Linked DNA regions of Zea mays: all the other regions are linked to region 1. A link is a contact called in public Hi-C data. All regions are on one chromosome and are shown on one strand. The core of a region is the stretch at or near the end of the contact, and the rest is flanking DNA. Distances in the headings are between cores, read along the strand shown.

Region 1 (3,387 bases), core at 338-2,837:
CTAAACAATACATGATAGTGAGATGTACTATATACATACGGGCAAGCATGTGCAGGGAGTGCATTTACTTAGGGCCTCGATTTTTTTAACTACTATACTTAGTATTAGTAGTAATCAACAAATTAGGTGGATAACAAATAGATTAGCAATAAAAAGTCTTTCCCATCCCATGGCCAAGCAACTCCTGAGGCTCATGCATTATCCCTACCTACAATTAATACCCACCATAGAGTCAAAAGCAGGCATCTCCCTCACTCCCGCTTTAATTTCAATCAACAATCACCACAACAATTGGGAGGAATTTTTTTTCCAAGAAATTAACTGCCATCCCATTGCAGAAGGATATCATTTTAGGTAAAAGCTAATGTATCATTGTAGTCAATATTTCAAGAGCTCCAATATTTGCTTTTGGCAAGGCATGATGCTATGAGAATAACATCCATTTTTTCCTCAGCTTGTAATGGGGCCAATTTTTTGTTCCGCACCGTGCCTCAAAATTCTCCGGTACATCACAAAATAGGCGATAATGCAATTGTTGATGTTACATTTTGTATAGACTGCCTTGCAGGCTTGCAGCAAAATCTGGAAAGGTTACTGCAAGCTTAGACCATGTTTGAGAGGGTTTTGTCCATGTTGCTCCTCCGTCGGAGCCAGAGCCCAGAGCCAAAACGTGGCTCCGCCTCCATACATACAACTCTGGCTCCTCTGCTCAACGGCCCAGAAGGGCTCCTCGCCTCCTCCCATCCGACCACATTTGGTGCGGCTCCTCAGCTCCGGTGCTGGAGCCGGAGCAGCATGAGCGGCCCTTACTATTAGTCTATTATTACAGTAATGAGCAAGGATAACAATTGCTATTTTGCCCGGCTGTAGTTATAATGTCAAACTGAACCCATTGCTTTTCCGTATGATCCATTTAAGATAGGAAAAAAAAACATTTCAGTTTGCTTTAGTTTCACATAAGAGTTTACCACTGTAGCATTCAAAGGTGTGACACGCAGCGGAATCGAAAGGCAAGTAAAGCTTTGCTGGGACCTAGGACTCTGAACAGCAAAGCAGGTGCCAGCAGCACGGCGATACCTTGCTTAGTATCTCATCCAGACCGCCGTCATCCGTGGACGGGGACGGGGACGCCTCTGATGACACCGGTTCTGCTACGGGCGCCTCCGCGGAGCCACTAGGCGCGGCGCTAACCTCGTCGACCTTGTCATCGGCAGGCGAATCGGGCTTGTCCGCGACGACGACGGTGTAGGAGGCGGATGCGAGCTCTTCGGAGGGCGCCGGGTCAGGCACGGCCGCGCTGGCGCAACACCAGCCTGAAGCGAAAGCATCAGAGCAAGCGAGACGGCGCGTGAGCTACAAGAGTGAGGGCTGGCTAGGCCGTACCTCGAGTTGGGATTCGGCGGTGGAGCGGGAGGGCGGTGGAAGCAGACGCGCCTCGCCGGGGCGGGGCGAAGGATATGGGCGCGGCGGTGGCGCGGACGGAGGCAGTGGTAGAGACGCAGAGCTCCATGATCTCCCGCTCTCTCTGCTCTCCTCTTTCTGTGGACACCTGGACGCCGGCCTGGTTGGGTTTTGAGGTATCTCTGTGAGCCGCGAAACGGAGGATGAGGGTGCTGGTGGCTCGCTGGCGCTGTACTCCACTGCGGAGGACTGGGCAGTTTGTGCGACATCCAACGGCTCCCCCGCCTGGCAGGCTGCGCGGTGGGCGCCTGGGCCCTGTGCTTTTTGGGGGCCGAGCCGATTCTTCGTGCATGCCTTTGGTGCTTGGACGGCAGGTGGTGCTTTCGCTTTTGCTTCTCTCCTGTTCCGGGGCCCGTCATGTCCTGTGTGATTTTGCATTTTTGTGGTTTCCTCCAAAGTGAAAGAGGAACGCCTCTCCACTTCTTTTATCCTTTTTTTTCTTTCGTCGGTGCTTGTTGGTTGTAGCATCCATAGTTAATTCTATATTAACAGAGACAAAAAATATCAGGCAAAATAGCAATTCTAGTAGTAAAGAATAAGATTTAGTATCGCATAGTATGTCTACTAATTTATAATGCCTAAAACATAGCTATTTTTATAGAGGTTTGGGTTACAGAGAGTGTAATATCATAAGTTCTCTAACTAATTATTGGTTGGTGTATGTATACTGATATAAAGAGATTCTAAGCTGCAACACCAGGGAGCTCCAAGACCTTCAAATCGAGGAATAAGCTATGGCCCATCCAAAACAAATAACACATCCAAGATATGCAATGCAGGGCACTAGATGCATATTGATCTCTCAAGTTGTCGTATGCATATGTTGCAGAGCATGTTATGGAATGTAGTAACCGGACGACCAATATACATCTGATCGCATAATATCAATTGACAAGCTCAAGATCTTGCAACTGTACACTGCAACGTATATAATGAAATGATGTGCTCATCGTATCCAACTGTGCTAACTCTAAAGTATTTTGCAAAACATATTAGAGTAGAGTTAGCATGTCCAAAGTGTTTTTCTATAACTATTTCCGCTTACTCTCTAAGCGGTGTAACCTCTTATTATGTCCTTGCAACTTTGGTTTGGAATTGGGATTGAGAAGGAGCACCTTGCTGTGCATCGTCCGTGTATATCGAGTAGACATATTTGGTCCTTTTAAAATTTACCGAGAGTAAAATGAGAAAAATAACCCAAAAGGGTCTAGAAAATTTTCGAAGCATTCTAACTAATGTATAAATATATTTTAAAAACCGTCTTACAAAATATGAGATGCAGCAAGCGTGAATGGAGCATACATTAATGTTGAATGCACTCACTCTAATTGTGTCTTATGTTTTTTGTTGTGTGTTTTTTTTGAAAACATGATTTGACATCAATTAAAATGTTCTATAGATTGTAGGCTATGTTTTTTTTCATTTTTTATAGAAATAAATCTAATTTTTGGAAGCTTCTACATGAATTTTCTACCAGCTCTAAGCACTTGATTTAGGTGTCATAAGATGTCTAGTTTTCAAATATGAGGATGAAAATCAGGCCACGACCATAGTTCAAGAGATAAAAATGTATTTTGTTTTCCATATATTACATGTCTGAAGATTAGCTCGTCGGCCCAGTAACAGTTGGCACAAACCAGGCCCATGCACTTGGACCCAACCCAGTATGCTGAATCTTCTAGGGCACTGGGCTTCCAAAATAAGTCAGCCCACGGCCGGATGCATGGTGCCCTTCTGTTAAATGGGCCCAGTATTTATTGATGTAGATATGGCATTGTTTTAATTTTTTTATAAGCTTATTTTTTTTTTGAAAAAAAATAGCCACGAACTATCTGCTGTGGCAAGCTTGTGCAGGAGCCCGAGTTCTCTCCCACCCCCAAAAAAAAACAAATGGCCATCCCGGTAGGTTTTCCTCTTTTGGTTTTC
Region 2 (3,387 bases), core at 664-3,163, 980 kb before region 1:
TTTTTCACTATTTTAATCACTTTTAGCTTTTTTCCTGTTGAGACCTTTAGCATCTAAAGTGACTAAACTTTAATCACTATGTTTTATATTTAGCATCCAAAAATGATGGATAGAGATGGCAATGGGTAAAAACCCGCTGGGTATTACTTGCCCAAACCCGTACCCGCGAAGAAAAAATATGCCCGCTAAAAAACTCATACCCGTGACGGGTATAAAATTTTGCCCAAACCCATACCCATGCGGGTTTCGGGTACCCAACGGGTTTCCCATACCCACTAACATCAACATAAAAAAAATTCATCATGTAAATGACAATCAATACATTAATAAGCTAGCATAAAAGGAGCAAGTGATAACTAATTTTAGCCTAAAAATTGTTACATGAAGTTTAGTTCAATTAGAACGTATTCAATTAATAATATTATGAGACATATTTATAAGTAATGTTGATTTTAAGGCGGGTTTTTAAAACCCATGGGTTTGCGGGTATGGGTAGTGGAAGAACAAACCCATGCCCACGTACCCGTTGGGTTTCCATTTGAACCCATTAACAAACCCATGGGTAGAGAAATTGACCCAAACCCATACCCTAATAGAGCAAAAACCCACCGGGTTTCGGGTAGCGGGTACCCATTGCCATCTCTAATGATGGATGCTAGAAGAACATACTATTTTTTTGTATCTATCGTATATATGGTTTTGACTTTTGACATTTTATATGGAGCATTTATATGCTCTGGACCTAGTGTCATATATTAGCGTGATTCCCCTAGGATGAGAGAATATGGCTACACCTATCACACCCGATGGATATAGAAAATGGTCCAATAACATACCCGCGAGCATTGAAATTTATTGTACTCATGTTCTAATAGGAATTTTTACCTATTAGATATTGGGTGTCCAATGACATCACCGAGCCGTAGTTTTTAGAGAGATGGCTTTCTACGCTTGAGTTCGTGAGGACAGGATGAGTCGTTGGGTTGCGAGGTTTGAGTGGGATGGCCCGGTCGACATGACAAGTTGACAAGTGAACCTCTTCGGCCGGTCGCGACTCGACTTCCACGACGGCACGGGGACGCGTGCTAAACGCAGTAACGCACCGCCGGCCCGGCCCTCGCGCAGTGGTTAGGTGGGCCGGCCGACTAGCTCAACGGCGAATACAAGATAGTCTACCACCCACTTTGGGGACCGATCTCATCTGGATCTACTACTAGACAATTGCCGTTGCCGTGCCATCGTCGAGGTCTGAATCTTTTGGCTTCTCCAAAGCGGACTTGTTTTATTCAGTTCAACGACGTCAGCCAGCACAGTCGACATGTAGTTTCAGCGTCCAGGTCGCTAGGGCCAACCCCCCAAGTGGCCAAGTCGGTATGTAGATACAGGATGGACAGGGAAAAAATCTGTGTTTTCGTACACAACAGCATATGACAGCTAGCAATACGAATACAGTTAGTTAACCATTCGGACTGGTGCAGCTGTAATCTATAGAAATAAAATATCGGAGAAACTGTAGTTGTAGCCGGATTAACGCCGCAGCAACCAAGTTTGTTTGATTGAACAATAGTATGTTAATTCTTGAGTTATGAAGCACTAACATCGATAGCACTCCACGTCATATAGCAACATCAATGGTACTTCTTTCTTGAAAAAAAAGGGATATGTTTACTAACGTGCGTTGAGCTCATGATAAGAACTAATCATAAGATAATGATACCGCATGGGGCCTCCGCAGAATAGAAAAAATACCACCGCAAATGGAATGAAGCCGCTTCCACTCTGATCATCCGTCCGTCGTTCATATCTTCTTAAACTATACTCTCCGTTCACACGTACGCGATGAGAACCCGGTGCACCGCTTCGACTCCGCGTACACGGTATAAATTTCCCACTGCGCAACACCCTGAGACATCATCGCCGCGACCTCGGAGTACACGACCGCCATCTATTCTCCGCCACTTTTTGGCGACACCGACGCCACGTCGTCGCACTCGAATCGGCAGAGCCACCACCACCCCCCGCAATGACGTCGAGGCTGGAGAGCGGCGGGTTCCAGCTCCCGAACACCGAGCAGGAGAACGCACTCTTGCTCCGCGCGCTCATCTCCGTCGTGTCCGGTGACACCGCCGCCGCGTCGTTGGTCCCGGAGGCGGCCGCCGCAGAGGCCCCTGCCGCCGCGGCGTCAGCGTGCGGGTGCCCCGGCGGCTGCGACCTCGCCGCCGCGTCGAGCAGCGACAGCGATGGCGCGGAGTGCTCCGCGAGCGGCGGAGGCGCGGGCAAGCGGAGGCGGAGGCGGAGCAGGGCGAGCAGTTACATGGGCGTGCGGCGGCGGCCGTGGGGCAAGTGGGCGGCGGAGATCCGCGACCCGCGCCGCGCCGCGCGCAAGTGGCTCGGCACGTTCGACACCGCCGAGGACGCCGCCCGCGCCTACGACGCCGCCGCGGTCGAGCTCCGGGGCCGCCGCGCCAAGCTCAACTTCCCGGACGCCGCCGCCGCCGCGGCGGCGCGGGATGTGCAGCCGCGCCGCCCGTTGCCCGGTCAGAGCCTCCGCGAGAACTGCGGGTCCAACGCCGCGTCGCCGCTGCACGTGGCGGTGGCGCGGGCGCCGACCACGCTGCAGGGAACAGGGCCGGCGCCGCCCAAGGACCAGGACATCTGGGACGGCTTGAACGAGATCATGACGATGGATGACGGCAGCTTCTGGTCCATGCCGTGATCCTGCTACTTCGGCCGTCCATCTCCGGATCTTCCTCTTGTTGTTGTGCGTTTATTTTTATGATGACCAGATTCTACGGTTGTTTTTTAGGGGAAGAGAATCATAAATTGAATTTTGGAGCCATGTGGCCACCAGCTCACTGGCTGTGCTGTAAATCTGTAACTCGTCAGTCAGCCATGGCTTTCGTACGAGTTTTACACCACCGTCATCCCTCAATCCCCTTTAATACGAATGGAAAATTATGGATCCAAACTAGCCTTAGGACTGAGTTGGTAGGAGAGAAATTGAAGAGGATAGATAGAGAAGAAGAATTTCTTTGCTATTCGATTTTGAATAGCAAGGAAATTCATCCTCTGTAATCCTTTTCCATTTCTCTTATACCAAACCAGCCTTTAGGGCCTATTTTAGAAGTAGAACTTAAGGTTACTTTCTACCCATCATAGGATCGCAACATCAATCAGGTTTCTCAAAAAATATTTTTCGTCTTCGGAAAATTCCCCTAGGCGAGATATTTGTTGGTTACCTATTCTAGCTTCTACAAGAAACTGTTAACAGAACAACATAATTAAAATTATAGTAGCTTCTCCTTTTGCTGTTGGGCGATAGAAAGGCAAAAGGATAAAGATGAACACAGTGAGAAACAAATAAATGCATAAAATGTAGAGACAAGT
Region 3 (3,387 bases), core at 390-2,889, 810 kb before region 1:
ATTCTTTAAGCAAAGATCCCGGTGTTTTATGCAATTTTTGCGTATCACACAGGTTAATTGTTACTAACAGTATGTAAATGTGGTGATAGTTTATATTACTTCGAAGTCTAAAATTGTTGTACTTTCTTATAAATAGCTGCTAGAGATTTAACTAGCAGAAGCAAGGTAAAAACGTGGTGTTGCTGCCCATTTGCCCATTGTAGTTTCATATAGCCATCACAGCTGTTTCCGGCTAGGATTGCAGAGTAATCTTATTGTTCCACAAGCTTCCAGCTCGTTGCAGTTTGTGGACTAGTGGAGTTCAGTTTATCTTATTGTTAGCTGAGATATGCATTCTATAACATTTTTTTACCTAATCTGAATAATGAGTTAGGTTGGTGCATGAACACGTTAGTGGCATAATTTATTTACAGTCTTGGATTTATTTAAGCTAGTATTCTTTGTAAAAATCATTAGTCATGGCAACAACCAATTTTGTTGCATAAGTCTGGTCTAAGGCCCAGAGTGTAGTGCAAGCCATTGTTGCTGAAGGACAAATATGGTGCCTGGCCGGGGCTTCAGCCCTCCAGGACCTTATCCTAAAATTTGGACCACTTAGGGTCGGGTCTGGTTTTGATAATCTGTAAGGGCTTGTTCGGTTAGCTCTCAATCCATGTAGATTGAGTGAGATTGGATAGGTTTAAATCCCAAACAAAGTCAAACTTCTTCTCATTTTTTTTCCAATCCCATCCAATCCATGCGTATTGGAAATAACCAAACAAGCCCTAAAGTGTTAATATGTACTAACCCCCTCCCCCGGGAAGGGTGGTTTCCTTTCTCTTCTTAATAATAAAATGACACGTAATTCTCTGGCATGGTTCGAGAAAAAAATAAGTCTGGTTTATGACTGCAAGATGCTTGGGCAGGCTGATTTGTCCTGCTACATTAGAAATAATTAGTCTGACAAAGCCAAAGATCCTTTTCATGTTAGGTTTCTTCTATACAAGACTAATATTTTGTCTCTATACAAGCCAAAGGTCTCTTGTTTTTTAATTTATCATGTGGGAGTGGACGCTAAGCCATTTCCGTTTCCCTCGCATATATATCTCGTTTATGATGGTTTTTGCTGCTGCTTGCAGGCTGACCACCCCAAACTGAACTTCAAAGACAAGTTAAGTATTCAGAGCCTTACAAGATGCTCGTCCCAATGCACCTGTTGTCGTGCCGTGGATGTCTGGTGTCACCTGTGCTTGCACTACCTCTTACCAAACGAACAGCATCGAGACTCAGGAATTAATTAGACTAGTGCTGTGCTGATCCAACCAGTTCCACCGTACATATTTTTTCTTTTCATTTTGGGAATATACTCTTTTCTTTTTCTTCGTTTGGCCCCGGTATATACGATGTAAAAGTAAAACTTAGCTTAGTCAACCTGGCAATTGGATTTGGTGGGTGGTGGTTGATTGAATCCAGTGATTCACCTATTGGCGACCTTAATTTTCCTCTGATTAATACTGATTGTTATCAGTTCACGGATATGCTCATTTGTTAATTTTGATCTCTACCTGTCCCTGAACGGCGATGAAGTGTGATCGGTTCAGATCAATCCGGTTGATTATCGCTTCAGCAGCCCCCCCAGGCCCCACTTCACACTGCCGGTGTGTAGTGTGTACTGGTAGTGTAGTCGGTTTCCATTCTTTCTCGCTTGGCCATCCACTTACGCCAGTCCATCCAAGATCCAACCTCTCTCTCTCTCTCTCTCTCTCTCTCTCTCGGTAGTCCGATCCACCAAACCATGTCGGGCAGCCAGGTCGGCGGCGGCGGGCTGCGAGGGTGGAGCCCTTTCGACGTGATCCGCAGCTTCCCGTCGACGCCCGAGTCGCTAATGTCGCAGATCGACGCGGCCATCGTCTCCACCGAGTACGCCCGCGCCTGCGCCCTCCTCGACCCCTCCCAAGTCTCAGCCTCGTCGCCGCCCGAGATCGATCCCGAGGGCCAGGGGGACCGGGGAGCCTCCCCTCTGCCTCCGGCCTGCTACGACGCGAGGGTCGCGGACGAGGCGTACCGCGCGGCGTGCGCGGCGCTGGGAGCGGGACGGCCCGACGCCGCCGTGCGGTCGCTGCGGGCGGCGCTGGCGAGCTGCCCGCCGGACAAGGCCGCGGCTGTGGCCAAGGTGAGGTCCATGCTGGCCATCGCGTCAGCGCAGCTGCACAAGCAGCAGCACCAGGCCCAGCAGCAGCAGAGCAGGAACTGAGGCCGTCCTACTTCGCCATAGCTGCTGCAATCTATTGATGCAATTATTACTGCGATGTTTTATTAGGCCATGATCAGACGCAATAAACGTTCAGATTAATGCATCCTGTTCCATTTGCAGCCATGTATGTGGCCCAAATCATGGAAAGGGAATCTTGTGAGCGTTCGTTTCTTACTCCATCCCACAAAGACAGCCGTGATCAGAGCGGAATGGCTTAGGCCATGGCCATCTGCCGGTCTAAACAATTCGTGCATCCGTTCTTCTGTGCAAAATCTCGTTGTCTCTCAAGTTTATTCTGTCAGAATTACAAGAACCTGCATACAAGGGGAAACACAGCATCATTGCATCAACTGCAATCTTTCACACAATGACAGTATGTCAGTATGCTTAGCTGGCTACACACACAGACTGACAGTTCTTGCCCCCAATGTTGCATGGTATTCGCTCTTCTGCATCGACGGACACGGTTACACGGGCACAAGGCAACCGGAAACCTGGTTGTCTTCGATGGTTTATACCGCTTGAGCAAACTCCTTTAAAATCTTTCTGACTGTCACCGCCACATCAAAACTGAATTAAGTACTCTCCGTTCCAAAATATAGTTCTTTTTACCCCATATTTTTTCCGTCCATATTCAATCACTAGTTGAATGCCCGTGCGTTGCAACGAAAACATATAATATCATGATAACTTATTACTAATGTGTGTTATACTATTACGAGAAAATGTTACATAGTCCATTCGAACGGAATTAATAAATCCGAATCTGGATCAAACAATTTCTACATTTTTAAAGGATAGTCTCTTTCAGCTATCGTACACACAGACTTCAAAACGTTTGCGACCTCTAGCAATTAAGTGCGTGACTCGACGAAGCAGAGAACTCACTATCGGCGTCACGATTGGAGAGAAAGGCGATCTTCACGAGCAGGGAACAGTGGACGAGCTGCTTTACAATCTGAAAAAGAACAAGAACAAGTATTAAAACCAAAAAGAGCTATACTCTTAGAAGCTATTACAAAAAGAGGTAAATCTGTACCAAAACATCAACCCACCTTATTATTCACAACAGAGGGGTTTAATAAGGTGAACATATGCAATTATAAAAATATAAACATGAAACTGAATATTATATGAACATAAACACAAGAGAA
Region 4 (3,387 bases), core at 605-3,104, 680 kb before region 1:
GCTAATCAATTGATGCAAACTTAAAAACTTAAGACAAAAGCATCGGTAGCAAAGGAAAGTGATTCTAAGTATTAACAAAACATGACGCTGCAATTGTGCAAAAAAAGACTAGCTAGGAATGCCATTTATCTAGTAGATCAGACAAAATGACACTGCAATGTGTGTAAAAATATCAGTCTCTCGTTTGAAAAAGAGGTTAACCGCATCACCGATCAATGCATCTACAGGAACAAGCTTGCATCTACAGGAACAATCCCGCTACCATTCCTGTACATACAAATTAAAAGAAAATGGTAGCTTACTGTCATTCCTGTACATATAAATTAAAATAAAATGATAGACATCACTTGTAGTTAGTAGATATGTTTACTGGGAAGAGGACCACAAACAAATATGATGCTGGAAGATGCTGAAACATATACAGTGTTAGAATCCTACACTTAACTCTAAAGTCCAAAAGTTATTCCCAACAATAATCACATTCTACCTTAGGCGACAGAAGCTGGATAAAGTGGGGTATATATCATATAACAAGCATTCGAGCATAACATTAGGCACTGCAAAAGTGATTAGTCTTGGCCTCTTGGGAAGGCTCCCTTCCAGCAGAGGGAGCCAAAAGACTCGATGAGAAACTGACATGTAAAGAGTGGCACATGATTTAACGACACAAAAAAATCATATTATACAACAGTGATGGCACATGATTTAGCCAATACAGACTTTAAATCAACCAACAGTAAAGTAGGTAGCACATGATTGAGCAAGAAATACGAAGTTCTATAATAAGTCCAACCAACAGGCCTTAGTTGCAGCAATACAGAATCGCACAAAGCACGAGAACCCTCTTTTGATCGCTAGGTAATGCAACGGCACCCAGCACCACATAAAATCACAAGGACAATCGTACGCAATTGGCAGAGGAGACCTTTACCCCCACCCCCACACCGCAGAACTGGCAAGATGCACACCTCCAAACGCAATTAACTCTATACACACTGATACGCACAGCAAATAACAGATGCCACAGTGCTGGCAGGAGACAATGGAAATGCCCAATCGGAAAAAAGGAATCAAAAAAATAATATGCAAGCACATGTAGAAACTACAGTTAAAATATATATAGATTAAAAAATCCCCAGTGCTCCCATTTCGATATGGACACTCAGACGCAGCGAAGTGCGCGCCCTCATCAGACCTAACCCAAAACATCATACTCACGTGTAAAAAGTTGGATCCGAAACGATGGACATCATCGCGTGAACTCTAGGTAGAGTAGAGAACAGCGGGAACCCTAAAAAGGCCCGGGATCTTACGAGTTACAAGTCGGAAGGCGTGGAGGGAGGACAGCTGCTAGATCTAACGAAACATGGCGCCGTGGGGGTGGAAGTGAGGAAGGGGTAGACGGACGCTGGGCAGGGAAGGGAACTGCATACTGTGTTACTGTATACTACGCACCTGGAGCTGGCGAACTGGGAGAGCTTTCCCGTGGAGGAGAAGACGATGAGCGCGACGTCGGCATCGCACAGCACGGAGAGCTCCTCAGCCTTCTTGAAGAGGCCGCGGCGGCGCTTGGAGAACGTGACCTGCCGCGCCGCCGCGCTCTCTATCCTCTTTATCTCCCGACGCTCCCTCGCCATACCCCGCCGCCGATCCCTGATCTCCGTGGACGACGCAGACACTCGGCCGCCGACCCACAAGAGAGAGGGCGGGTGTGGAAGAGCTCGGAGCAGCAAAGCCAACCGGCGGTTGGGAGTCGTGGTGTGTGATGCGGAAGGAGAGGAGAGGAGAGGAGGAGAGCGAGAGAGAGGAAAGGCGGAGGGGGAGGGGCAGGAAAGGGGATTTGCTCCAATTGGCAGGTCGGCATAAATAAACCCAGCCAGGCACGGCCCACGCGATTACCCCATGATCCCCGCGAGTAAACAAAGCATTAAAAAAACGGAAACTGGGAGAGGGAAAGGCAGACGAATGGCTACGGGGCCGGCCGGCCCAGTCAGTCATTGTTTATGCTCCCCTCGCCACACGGAACGGCGCGGCGGGGCCCGCCCACCCACGCACAGCATGACAGCAGGCAGTAGACGAGGCGTAGCGTAGGGATGGTGCCAAGCGGGCGAGGTAGATGATTCCTGAAAAGGAAAGGGAGAGTGCGGACTGCGGAGTGACCGAGTGAGGGGTGGCCGGGTGGGTGCTGCCGGACCAGAACAGTACAGCCTGTAGCAGGCGGCCGCGTGGTGCGCGGTGACGGTGCGCTCTCTGCTGGCTGGCTGCCCTGCCGTAGCCTCAGCCTCACTCTGCGGCGTTGTGGGAAAATCACAAATCAGGGAGAAAGCCGGCGGGGGTGGGAGCTGGGAAGGAAGGAAGAGAAGATGCCGTGTGCTGCGCCTTCGCTTCGATTGGATTGGGTTGGCCGCGTAGCGCGTACTGCTGCTGTGCTGCATCCGCCCGGATTCGCTGTTCCGGCCCCGATTCTGTGGTGCACCGCTGTGCCGCGCGCCGCCCCGGCCCCCGGGGATTTGGCGGGCCGCCCGGATCTCGCGCAGATCTGCCCTCGCTTCGCTTCATCAGTGAACACGGTGCGTGCTGCTTCGCGCCAGGTTGTTGTATTCATTACTCCCGCCGGTTCCATCAGCTTGGTCAGGGTAATTATGGACACAGTCTGCTTTTGCTCCGTTTGCGTATCAGTCAGTCCTGGGCAATCTTATCTCGATTCTGGTTCCACGTAGTGTCAGTACCAAACAACCACCAACCGTGCTAGAGAAAGAGAAGTCATATCAATACGAGAGATTACGGGCATATTTGATTCGTTACCTCAATTGTCACACTTTGCCTAACTTTTCTGCCTAAAGTTAGTTATTCAATTCGAATGACTAACATTAGACAAAGTGTGGCACATTTAGCCACAAACCAAACATGCCCTACATGATGAGGCATTGCATATTTGGTTCGGCCCTCATCGGATCTGCTTAGCGTCCCAGGCCACCGATTTCGGACGCGCGAGAGCTAGAAATGAATGTCTCGCAGGCAGCTGATTGGGAGTCCACGATCTAAACACACCCATGGTTATTGGTGGTGTGTGCTGTGGATTGAGAAATAGAAGAGGTGAAAGACCTGATTGATTGTCTGTATGTTTGAGTCTGAGTCTGACTCACATCTATTGAGATTGGCTCTAGCCGGTCTAGTTAATAACATACACTATCTTATGTTTGGTTGTATGTTTGTATAACATGATCCGTTAGATATGTCAGAGCATGTACAACCCATATAAATGTCATGTATCTTAAGGAATATTACTGTCGGAGACCATAATTAGGGGTACCTCCAAGACTCCTAATCTCAGCTGGTAACCCCCATCAGCACAAAGCTGCAAAGGCCTGATGGGCGCGATTAATG

What was found. Hi-C and Micro-C count contacts between places; a contact is called where the count stands out from the background.
Region 2: a Hi-C map of bundle sheath shows a contact between it and region 1, with 2.9 times the contacts expected there. The contact joins the promoter of LOC100280788 here to the promoter of LOC100286116 in region 1. A contact is called at or near these places in 3 of 25 Hi-C or Micro-C datasets (bundle sheath, root tip and tassel).
Region 3: a contact with region 1 is called in a Hi-C map of endosperm, with 3 times the contacts expected there. The contact joins the promoter of LOC100279175 here to the promoter of LOC100286116 in region 1. A contact is called at or near these places in 10 of 25 Hi-C or Micro-C datasets (bundle sheath, ear, endosperm and 3 more) and 1 of 3 datasets of contacts at active chromatin or transcription factors (leaf).
Region 4: a Hi-C map of tassel shows a contact between it and region 1, with 9 times the contacts expected there. The contact joins the promoter of LOC542033 here to the promoter of LOC100286116 in region 1. A contact is called at or near these places in 3 of 25 Hi-C or Micro-C datasets (bundle sheath, leaf and tassel).

What each region holds. Positions count from the first base shown.
Region 1 is chr4:184,559,750-184,563,136 of Zm-B73-REFERENCE-NAM-5.0, forward strand. LOC100286116 (Protein CURVATURE THYLAKOID 1D chloroplastic) reads right to left here and starts at 1,588. Exons shown (of 5, transcript NM_001159004.3): 1 at 1,384-1,588; 2 at 1,078-1,313. The coding sequence starts at 1,510.
Region 2 is chr4:183,578,420-183,581,806 of Zm-B73-REFERENCE-NAM-5.0, forward strand. It overlaps LOC100280788 (ethylene-responsive element binding protein 2), which reads left to right and starts at 1,914. Exons shown (of 1, transcript NM_001153709.2): 1 at 1,914-2,942. The coding sequence starts at 2,024. The coding sequence ends at 2,716.
Region 3 is chr4:183,746,354-183,749,740 of Zm-B73-REFERENCE-NAM-5.0, forward strand. LOC100279175 reads left to right here and starts at 1,640. Exons shown (of 1, transcript NM_001152201.1): 1 at 1,640-2,394. The coding sequence starts at 1,775. The coding sequence ends at 2,233. It overlaps LOC100273656 (a long non-coding RNA gene), which reads left to right. Exons shown (of 6, transcript NR_146329.1): 6 at 1,119-1,445.
Region 4 is chr4:183,882,123-183,885,509 of Zm-B73-REFERENCE-NAM-5.0, forward strand. It overlaps LOC542033 (MADS19), which reads right to left and starts at 1,855. Exons shown (of 8, transcript NM_001111678.1): 1 at 1,456-1,855. The coding sequence starts at 1,637.